Linked DNA regions of Sus scrofa: regions 1 and 2 are each linked to region 3. Evidence: chromatin contacts called from public HiChIP or PLAC-seq data. All regions are on one chromosome and are shown on one strand. The core of a region is the stretch at or near the end of the contact, and the rest is flanking DNA. Distances in the headings are between cores, read along the strand shown. Region 1 has its middle 120 kb from the start of EYA4. Region 2 has its middle 160 kb from the start of RPS12. Region 3 overlaps EYA4 (eyes absent homolog 4).

What was found. HiChIP or PLAC-seq counts read pairs in DNA pulled down with a chosen protein or histone mark.
Region 1: an H3K27ac HiChIP or PLAC-seq map of skeletal muscle shows a contact between it and region 3, with 3 times the contacts expected there. The contact joins two enhancer-like sites. A contact is called at or near these places in 1 of 47 Hi-C or Micro-C datasets (skeletal muscle) and 1 of 2 datasets of contacts at active chromatin or transcription factors (skeletal muscle).
Region 2: an H3K27ac HiChIP or PLAC-seq map of skeletal muscle shows a contact between it and region 3. The contact joins two enhancer-like sites. A contact is called at or near these places in 2 of 47 Hi-C or Micro-C datasets (both in skeletal muscle) and 1 of 2 datasets of contacts at active chromatin or transcription factors (skeletal muscle).

The regions. Positions count from the first base shown.
Region 1 is chr1:30,698,718-30,701,848 of Sscrofa11.1, forward strand. No RefSeq gene overlaps it. Among named protein-coding and RNA genes, the nearest start is that of EYA4, 120 kb to the left of the region's middle. Within about 2 kb of position 1,759, at least 3 of the 83 cell types and tissues checked have an H3K27ac peak or open chromatin away from gene starts, as enhancers often do. A contact at or near this core is called in skeletal muscle, where this site is marked.
Region 2 is chr1:30,761,332-30,764,497 of Sscrofa11.1, forward strand. No RefSeq gene overlaps it. Among named protein-coding and RNA genes, the nearest start is that of RPS12, 160 kb to the right of the region's middle. Within about 2 kb of position 1,625, at least 3 of the 83 cell types and tissues checked have an H3K27ac peak or open chromatin away from gene starts, as enhancers often do. A contact at or near this core is called in skeletal muscle, where this site is marked.
Region 3 is chr1:30,344,453-30,347,660 of Sscrofa11.1, forward strand. The region is part of intron 3 of EYA4 (eyes absent homolog 4); the gene reads right to left. Among named protein-coding and RNA genes, the nearest start is that of EYA4, 230 kb to the right of the region's middle. Within about 2 kb of position 1,584, at least 2 of the 83 cell types and tissues checked have an H3K27ac peak or open chromatin away from gene starts, as enhancers often do. A contact at or near this core is called in skeletal muscle, where this site is marked.

The sequences.
Region 1 (3,131 bases), core at 509-3,008, 350 kb after region 3:
TTGGATTAGAATTTCACTAGATAATATATATCAATATATGGGGGAAGCAACAACTCTACAATGTTGAAAATTCCCATCCTCAAGCAAAATCTCTCTCTTCCTTTATCATCTTATATTTTCTGTTTCAGTAAAGCTTTGTAGATTTTGGAGACTAGTTTCCTCATTTTTCTTACCAAGTTTATTCCAAATTATTATAATTTTTGTATATTTTATATCCCTTGAGATGGATCTTTTAAAATTTTTTATATTTATATATATATATATTTTTTTTTTCAGAGCTGTACCTGCTGCGGCATATAGAAGCTCCCAGGCTAGTGGCTGATTGGAGCTATAGTTGCCAGCCTACCCCACAGCCAATGCAATACCAGATCTGAGCCTCATCTGCAACCTATGCCATAGCTCATGACAATGCCAGATCATTAACCCACTGAGTGAGACCAAGGATCAAACCCCCACCCACCCTCATGGGTACTTGGCGGGTTTTTAACCCACTGAGCCACAATGGGAATTCTGAGATGAAACTTTAATCCATTATATTTTGCTAAATGATATTTTCTGGTACATAGAAAAATAAATAATCTTCCCATATTTATTTAATATAAAATTCTTTAAAAAAATCCCTTTATGCACAGTATCTACTCCTAATGCTTTATAATTGCTATTTTAAGTTTTAGATAAAGAGAAAAAAATCACAAACTTCAGCATCAAAAGTAACTGTAGGAGTTCCCCTCGTGGCGCAGTGGTTAACGAATCTGACTAGGAACCATGAGGTTGCAGGTTCGATCCCTGGCCTCGCTCAATAGGTTAAGGATCCGGCGTTGCCATGAGCTGTAGTGTGGTTTGCAGATGCGGCTCGGATCCCGCATTGCTGTGGCTCTGGCGTAGGCCAGCGGCTACGGCTTCAATTAGAACCCTAGCCTGGGAACCTCCATATGCCTCAGGAGCGGCTCAAGGAAAGGCAAAAAAGACAAAAAATTTAAAAAAATTAAAAAAATAACTGTAGTTGCATCTTGGCTCTACCATGATCTTGGCTTCCTCACTGTGTAAAATTGGCCAAGTGGTATTTTCTCTCAGGTTCAGTATCCTTTCCTGCAAAAGGGGGTTGACTTTTCCCTTAACATGCTCAGTGTGAGTAAAAGTAAAAGAATTTCTGTAAAGCACAGAGCTCAAATATATCATACAGTAGAAATGGAAGCAAAATGTTAGTTCTTCATTTTCATCCTGTTCCTTGTATAAAAGATGACTTGGGAATTTCATCCTTTAGATATATGAACTAGAAAAAAATAATTGTTTATAAATACGTACACATATGGCCCTTAAAAGCATTTATATTTACTTAGCCAACTTTTCTCCTTGTCCAATTACTAGTTGGTAGCAAAATGCACATGGGCGTATGTCTGTGAATATTTATTTTATCATCAATAGTATTACTTTATTGGTGAAATACCAGCGACTATAATTTTGAAGTTAATGACTCAAGCCACAGAAGTGATCTATAGATCCAAGGCAAGATTAAAGAATGCTCTGCCCTGCGGTCATGGATTTCATTCATGAATTGCCCAAAGGTTCACTGACTGAGCACCCGCTACCAGGCACAGTGCTAGGCACTGAGGATGTGAAGATGGCAGTCTCTTCCCACTGAAATGTGTGGCATCCCCAACTACATCATAAGCAATCAGCAGCTTGACTGTCATTAAAGCAGTGGCTTCCTCCTCTGGGTCGTCAGATAATGTGTCTGGTCTCCCATTTCTTTATCTTGAGCAGCTGCTCTCGCCAATCTGATTTTCCCAGCTTTACTAGCTTAATAAGTGGTTCTCAGCCTGAGCCGCCCCTAAGCAAACTCTTGGGCATTCCATTTTTATTTCTGAACTTACTGCCTAAATCTTGATTTCATTTTATGTTGATGCCTCAGGAGCTGACCTAGGATAAATGGAAGCTACCGACTGCCAACTGTGCTGTCAGCTGCAATGGTGGGGTCAAAGGTGCTGGCTGAGCTTGCAAATTCTGATGGTTTGCCAGCAGTGAAGGTATTTGCCTTAGAGGGAAATGGTGCCCTGTACATACCTCGTCGCACACTGCTGCTGAATGCGCCAGTTTCAGGCGATGCCCCGTTTGGAGAAAAGAAGTGCAAAGAAAGATGTTACCTTGACCCTTCCCAAAATACAGAAAACCACCCGCACCTCCATAGCCACCCTAATCTTTGCCTTCGGCGCGCCCTCAAACATTAACAGTAGAGAAGGAGCAAGTTTCTGTTTCCTCGGAGTGCTGAGAAGTGGCATGACAGCTGGTTTCCATGAGCAGAGCACATATTCCAACGCTGCAGAGAAAAAATTAGAAACCCACAGGGCTCCTTTACCTATTACACTAAGGAGAGTTTTATTACAGTCCAAGCATTCGATACATCTACCTAAATTTTTCTCACATTGAATTCTTGTCAATGAAAGGATGTTCTTGCATTTTAAAAACTTTACCTTCGATCATACATAATTTGAAGGCTGAATTTCTGATTTTAAAAAAGAAGAGTGGTTAACATCTAGACAAAATCTATTGGTAAAATCATTTGATAGATGATGTCAAGCCTGAATTTAATTGTAGGAATCATCGTCATATCCATGTGAAAGTAGAAATTACACTAAAAGAATGTTCTTTTTCTCTTCAAAGTTGCACCTTCTAATCCACATTATGGCGTATAGGGAAAAGCTCAGTAACTATAAATGTTTCCGATGACTCTCATCCCTGGTTTAACTCTGGGTTTTTCTAAATGCTCATGTAGTGTACAGATTATCTGCTGCAGTGTAGCCAAGGGTGCTAAGTGGACAGTGCGGGACACGTCAGAAGGGAGTGAAATCTGGAAAGGAAATGGTAGCCTTTAAATAGCCTAACTGAACACGTTGTGATATGACTTAAGTGGGTCTCCAGGCTTTGCTGATAAGCCACAAGAGAAATACCCTCAGAAGGGTTTAATCTGGAAGCAAATACCTTTGTATTCAACTATCACTAGATTGCCACTAATATAATTACTATACTAATAGTCAAGACTTATACTTTCTCCCTTTTTTTTGTCCACTTTCTCTAGAAAATTGTCAAAATTTCAGGCTCTGAATAATTTTCTATTTGAATCAGTTTGATCC
Region 2 (3,166 bases), core at 375-2,874, 420 kb after region 3:
AAAGATGTGAAATCATTGGAATTTAGCCTGGTAATTGTCCTTAAATATTCATATATTGGCAATTTCAATGTAGAGAATGCTGGCTATTTCACACAAAGAAAGGAGAGGAAAATATCTTGAGTTGACAAAGACCAGTAAAATGGGAGTACGCAATAGAGTTTAAATTATTGCAGCAATCTCCGAGGTAGACCCTAGCAATTCCCACTCCCAGTATTTGTGTCCTTGAATAGCACTTTCCCACGCTGATCAGGGCTGACTTGCGTGATCAGAAGCATAGTGTGGAAATGACAGAGCATAACGTCCAAGTCTAGGTCATAAAAGATATTGCGGCTTCTACTTTGTGCTCTTGGATCTCATTCTGAGAAAGGCAGTTTGTGAGAAAACTCAAGTCCTCCGGAGAAGTTCCCATTGTGGCACAGCAGAAATGAATCTGAATAATATCCATGAGGATGTGGTTCAATCACTGGTCTCGTTCAGTGGGTCAGGGATCTGGCATTGCCATGAGCTCTGGTGTAAGTTGCAGACGCAGTTCACAGATCCCATGTTGCTGTGGCTGAGGTATAGGCCGCAGCTGTGGCTCCAATTCTACCTCTAGCCTGGAAGCTTCCATAGGTCCTGGGTTCAGTCCTAAAAAAGCAAAAAAAAAAAAAAAGTCCTGCAGAGAAATCCATGTGACCACAGCTAATGGGAGTGAGCCATCTTAGAATAAAATCCTGTATTGGATATTTGAAAGTTACTAAAGAGTACATCTTAAAATCTCCCATCATAAGAAAAAAACTATGTGTGCTGATAGATGTTAGCTAAACTTATTGTGATTATTTTGCAATATATACATATATCAAATCATTATGTTGTCTACACCTAAACTTAACACAATGTTGTATGTCAATTAAATCCCAATTAAAAACGTAATTTAAAAGAAAGGAGGACTTAAAGAAAATGAATGCTAGACAGTGAAATAAAATCAAACAAAGCCAAAGCAAAGTCCACCACAGCCTGCATCCTGGAATGGCATATAATCTATAACCTCTACGCTTCCCTAAGTGCTTGCTAAGAGGTGGATCTTAGCCGGAAGCCCCACCACATACATCGCAGTTTCAATAAACAATCTGCCCTACATTTTCTTTGTTACAAGGAAAAGTTACAGAGTACTAAGAACCATTGCTTTGTTTAAAACCCGAGGCTCTGAATGTCTTAGAAAATGCCAATGCTTTAAAAAAAATATATATATATATATATGTGTGTGTGGAATGCAGATAAGCCCTGCTTCAAATTCAGAAGCATAACTAATAAGAATAATATAAACACTTCATAACTGTTCTTAAATCAACACGGACAAACCTACCACTGGTTATAAAACTGAAAGGAAAATGTGTTTTTAGCCCCATCTTGACAGCCTCCTTTTTTAAACCCTGATTCCAAGGGGGGAGGTTTTGCGTCCCTCCCCTCAGTTTCATCCTGCTTCAGCACTAAGTGCATGTGAGTCACGCTAAGACTGAAGAGGCGGCGGTGCCAGCGTGTGGCTGGCAGATGCGGTCATTCTTGAAGTGCCACTGGGCATGAGGTACGGACGATTCCAGACTATTACTTGCCTTCACAACTTTTTCTAACAGGTGCAGCAAATGAACTTCTGCCCCTGTCTTCCTTAAATGCACACAAATAAAGCGTTACCATGTCCTGGATGTGAAGTCATACCTACTTCCATGAATCATATTTTGTGTTCATGACTCTGCAACTGGGAATTAGTCATTTCGACCTAATTAGTTTCTTCAAAATAGGAAATGCTTCTACTAGTGATTTAACATCCAGATATAATTTATATAGTCAGACTACATCCAGAAAGATGCCAATTGAGATGTTTAAACAGCAACAACAAATATATATTATTTTTGCACCCTGCCATCAAAACCCCAAATGAACCCCGAGAATCATGTGTTGAAACTGGCTGCTCGCCTACATTTGTGTAGGGCAGTCACAATCAAGGGCAAACTTTCAGCAGTGTTGGGCCCAACCAAGTGCTTGACAAGGCTCCATTCAAGGAAAATGCCAACAAACAAATCTTGTTTCATGCACCATTTAAAAATTCTATTTAAATTTGATAATTTTGTCATTTGACCAAAGTGACAAAATTCCATAACAGATCTGGCTTTTTTTCCCACACATGTACTCAAATGTTGAGAAATGTGCCTGTCCTCAGCTTTATTTCTTTGGGCACTCACTATTCATGGAGATAAAATAAAAGAAAATTTAATGAGTGGACTGTCGCTAAGATATTTTTTAAATTATTTGCAATCTCTACAAGAGTATAAGAATCTATTTTGCTGAGGGTGACCAAGCACATTTGTATCTCCATGTAAGTTGACACCACTTTTTGTGTTTCTACTTTGGTTTAAGTATGTGTAACATCTCCAAAAGTGACTGGAGAATATTTTCTGACACAAGTATTTGGTGTTAATTTGATAAACACTTGTTTAACATTGACTAATATGTATTATAATTTTCAGTGTAGAGATATAACATATCTTTTATTAAATGTGTTCTTAAATACTTAACTTTTGATGCTGCTATTAATGGGATTATTTTGTTGTAGAATTTTTATTGTTTGTTGCTAATAGATTAAAATAATTGATTTTGCATATTTACCTTAAATTTACTTATTCTATTAGATTATTTGCAGATGCTTTGGATTCTGTTTGCACCACAATCTTGTGATGTATGTTTTCCTTCTTTGTTCAAATGTTTTCAAATTTTATTTATTTTTCCTGTCTTACCGAATCCCTAGGATCTTGGTAGGATTTTGAAGAGAAAATTGATCCGGTTGCATTTGTACTTTTAAAAGACATTCTGATAGAAGCATATACTATATATTAATGTGAGAGTTTAGGTCTAGAGAAATATAACTAAAAGAGCATATGTGGGAATTCAGAGAAAGACACACATTCAAGAGATCTTTCAGAAATAGAATTGACAAGGGATGGTCATCTTTTATAAGGACTAGGATGCAGCTAGTCATTACATGAGATCAAGAATATTTAAAAAGAGGAGTTCCTGCTGTGGCCAAGTGGAAACAAACCTGACTAGTATCCATGAGGATGTGGATTTGATCCTTGGCCTCACTCAGTGGGTTAAGGATCTGGCATTGACATGAGCTGTGGTGTAGGTTGCA
Region 3 (3,208 bases), core at 334-2,833:
TTAAAGGGGACTCTTTTCCTTCCAGGATGTCATTTTCCACTCTTTTTATGAAGCAGTCCTTATGTCATAAGGCCACGTGAATACTAGCATCTATCTGGATGACATAAAAAGCGAACTTATCCTTGAACACAAGAAGTCTTCTAAAAAAAGAACAGAAAGAAAACTTGCAGGTGACATGCAGCTATTTCCTTGGTTCTTGTCTGCATTCTTCTGCAGCATAGATGGGATTTATTTCTAGCAGATTTAAATATCCTCTTCAGACCCAAGGGAGAGCCTGCTTTATATGTGTGCACCTAGACTCTACTGTAGCTCAGAAACCATGATCCCCTCTGCACAGAGCCTGGTAATGAGTCAGAGCCTGTTTATGTACCGGCTAAGATTCCATCAATTCTTCATGACCCAAGAAATGCAAAAGCATCCTAGACTTTCAAAGGCATTCACTCTCATGCCAGCTTTTCTCTGCATAAAATGGACTGTATGTCTGCAGGGCTTTATGCCCCATGCTCTCAGAGTCCACCTAAATAGCCAATTCTCACGTTGACCAGCAGAATGCATTTAAGGGCAAGAGTTCAGGTATTTGCTTTGCTCATAACTTCCTTTTCTGTGTAATATAAGCCTCTTCATTCTCCTTAGCTGGAAAATAAGAAGAACAAAACCAGCTTCCACTTAAATAATTTGAGTGGAGGCTGAACTAGGGCAGGATTATTTTGTTTCATTCATTGTTTTGCCCTCTACACTTAAAACTGTGCAGAGTACTTAGTGAGTGCTAAGGATGAATAATAAAATAGGCATAGGACAAATGCTGATGAAAGTGATTTGAGTTACTTGGAGTCATGTGTTCTCTAGATTAGCAAATACTGCTTGAGCATCTAGGGGCATTTCTAGGAATCGGTGAAGTATCTTCTGAGAGCCTGGAGGCTGGCAAGAGAGCAAGGTGGAGAGTGAGGGGGATTAGCTCTCTGATGTCTATGTGTGTGGAAGGTTTCACGGTTGCATGTGCAGTGTTAGGTCTCCAAATGAGTGTGTGTGTGTGTGTGTGTGTGTGTGTGTACATGAGAGAGTAGGGAAGAAGATGTTCTGTGTGGATATAGAAAACCACTGTGCAAGAAAAAATATAATAAAGTGATTTGGTCGACAAAGAGTAGATGAAAGTCATGGGCATGTCCCTACTGGGTATCAATTCCCATTTTCCAGAAAAAAAGCACACAGGTCCACTTTAAGCCAACATATTTCAGATTAGGAGCCAAGGAGCCCTTGTCCCTGCTGCAGCTCTAAGCCAGTGTTCTCTCCTGGCAGTTAGGCTGGGAGATGCGGATGCTCTCTGTTGCACAGTGTCTATGTCATTGATTGGGTAGACAGGCCCTCACTAGCCCATTTCAGCAGACAAGGTCCGAGCTGGGTTCTGCTGCAGAGAAAAGGAAATACTGAAGGAAGAAGACCTCTAATAACAAGGATCAGGGAAGTGGGCCGTGAATAATGGGAGCTGTTCTTACCATCTGCCGGTGACCTCATGCCTGTCCCCAAGCCAGTCTGGATGCTTGCAGTGTAAGTGACCCGTCTGCCAGAGTGACCTCAGGCCCTGGAGTAACAGCAAATAAAGCCATGGACACGCTGTTCTCTGGACACTTTTGCGGTCCTTCCTTTCCAGGGCTTCCTTACAGCTCCAGACTTGAGACCTGCAGCTCTGGCCCTCTCCTCACAATGACTCTAACAGATATCCCCACAAAACATGCTCTCCCCACCCAAGAAATGTGAGTAAGTATTTTAAAAATGTACCTTTGAAGCATTTCTCTAATTTTAGATTTTCAAAGCTTCCCCCTGCTTTACTTCGAAAACAGAAGGGAAAAAGCCCAATGAGTTCATTATTTGAATAGTACTGGACTCAAGTTTCTGCCAGATCAGTTACAAACCTTGGTTAATGAAGCAGGAAATTATTCTCTCTAGCAAGCAGAAGAATAAAGCCATAATGCCACGATCAAAACATCTAACGTGATTAGTTATACCAAGAAATATATAGATTCTTTCTAAGGAAAAAACTGCCAATAACGATCAAACATACTACTGGATGAATGACTGAGGGTCAGTCAATGCTAGAATGTTGAATGAGCAAATGAATGTTTAAAAGAGCAAAGCATTGGCATAATATGCAAAGTAACGATGGCTTCCTATGAAAATGATGGGATTTGGGGGTCTGAAGGGATACTCAATGTCCTTGAATGCAAAAATACCACTTCATGAGCAAGACTATGAATCCAGTGTTAAGGGCTTGTACTACAGACTGAAACCTGGGTTTTAAACTCCATCTTACCAGTCTTTGGACTTAAGGTTCAAAATGGAGTTAATGATACCCACCAGTGGGGGACTGAGTAAATTAAATAAGATCACACATGCAAATTCCACAGAATTTGGCACATAATGCATCTTAATAAACGTTGGTTTTTACCACAATCACTTTTGCAACATTGTCAATACCTGTCTGATTTGTCTGTGTGAAAATCTGCAGTATCAGGGAAATCATTAAGAAGCAGTTCATTTCATTTTCAGCCCACTCTTTTTATCAGAAAGTCTTCTCCTCCATGGTTTCTGCAACTTTGGACCCAAAAGCAATTTAACCCACTGACATGGGTCAAGTCTAAATTTTCTTTCCCATAACTGCCCTTCAAACATCAAAGAGGAATGTCCCAACTCGGAGTCCATAAAGGTATAAAATGTAGCAAGAATATCACAACTGTCACTCTGATCCGTCAATATAGTTGAAAAGGACGCTAGCTTTGCTATCAGACACTTTACAGTATGAACAAATGCTGAAACCTAGCCAACCAAACCCCTGTGATCTGTCCCGTGTGATGCTTTAGAGCCTTGTTTTTTCTCAGCCACAACACTTGCAGTTGGTATCTGGAACAGCTTTCCACGTGTTCCTCTTAAATGCTATCTTGTTGGACTGTGTCCAGTTTCAGCTCATCCTGTTCGAGTCTGACTCTGCTGCTCAGTATATTCCTGGTGCCATGACACCCAGAAACATTCTTGGCATGCATGCATGGCCAAATCACAATAAACATGAGGAACAGGCCAATGTCAAGAACAGGTCTTGAAGAAGGCACCAGCATTATAGCTCTAGATCTTTATCACTGGGAAATAGTCATTGAGCTAATAGCAGTACTATCTTTCAATCTCTATTTTTTTACCTTTTCCTCAGAAATATATCAAG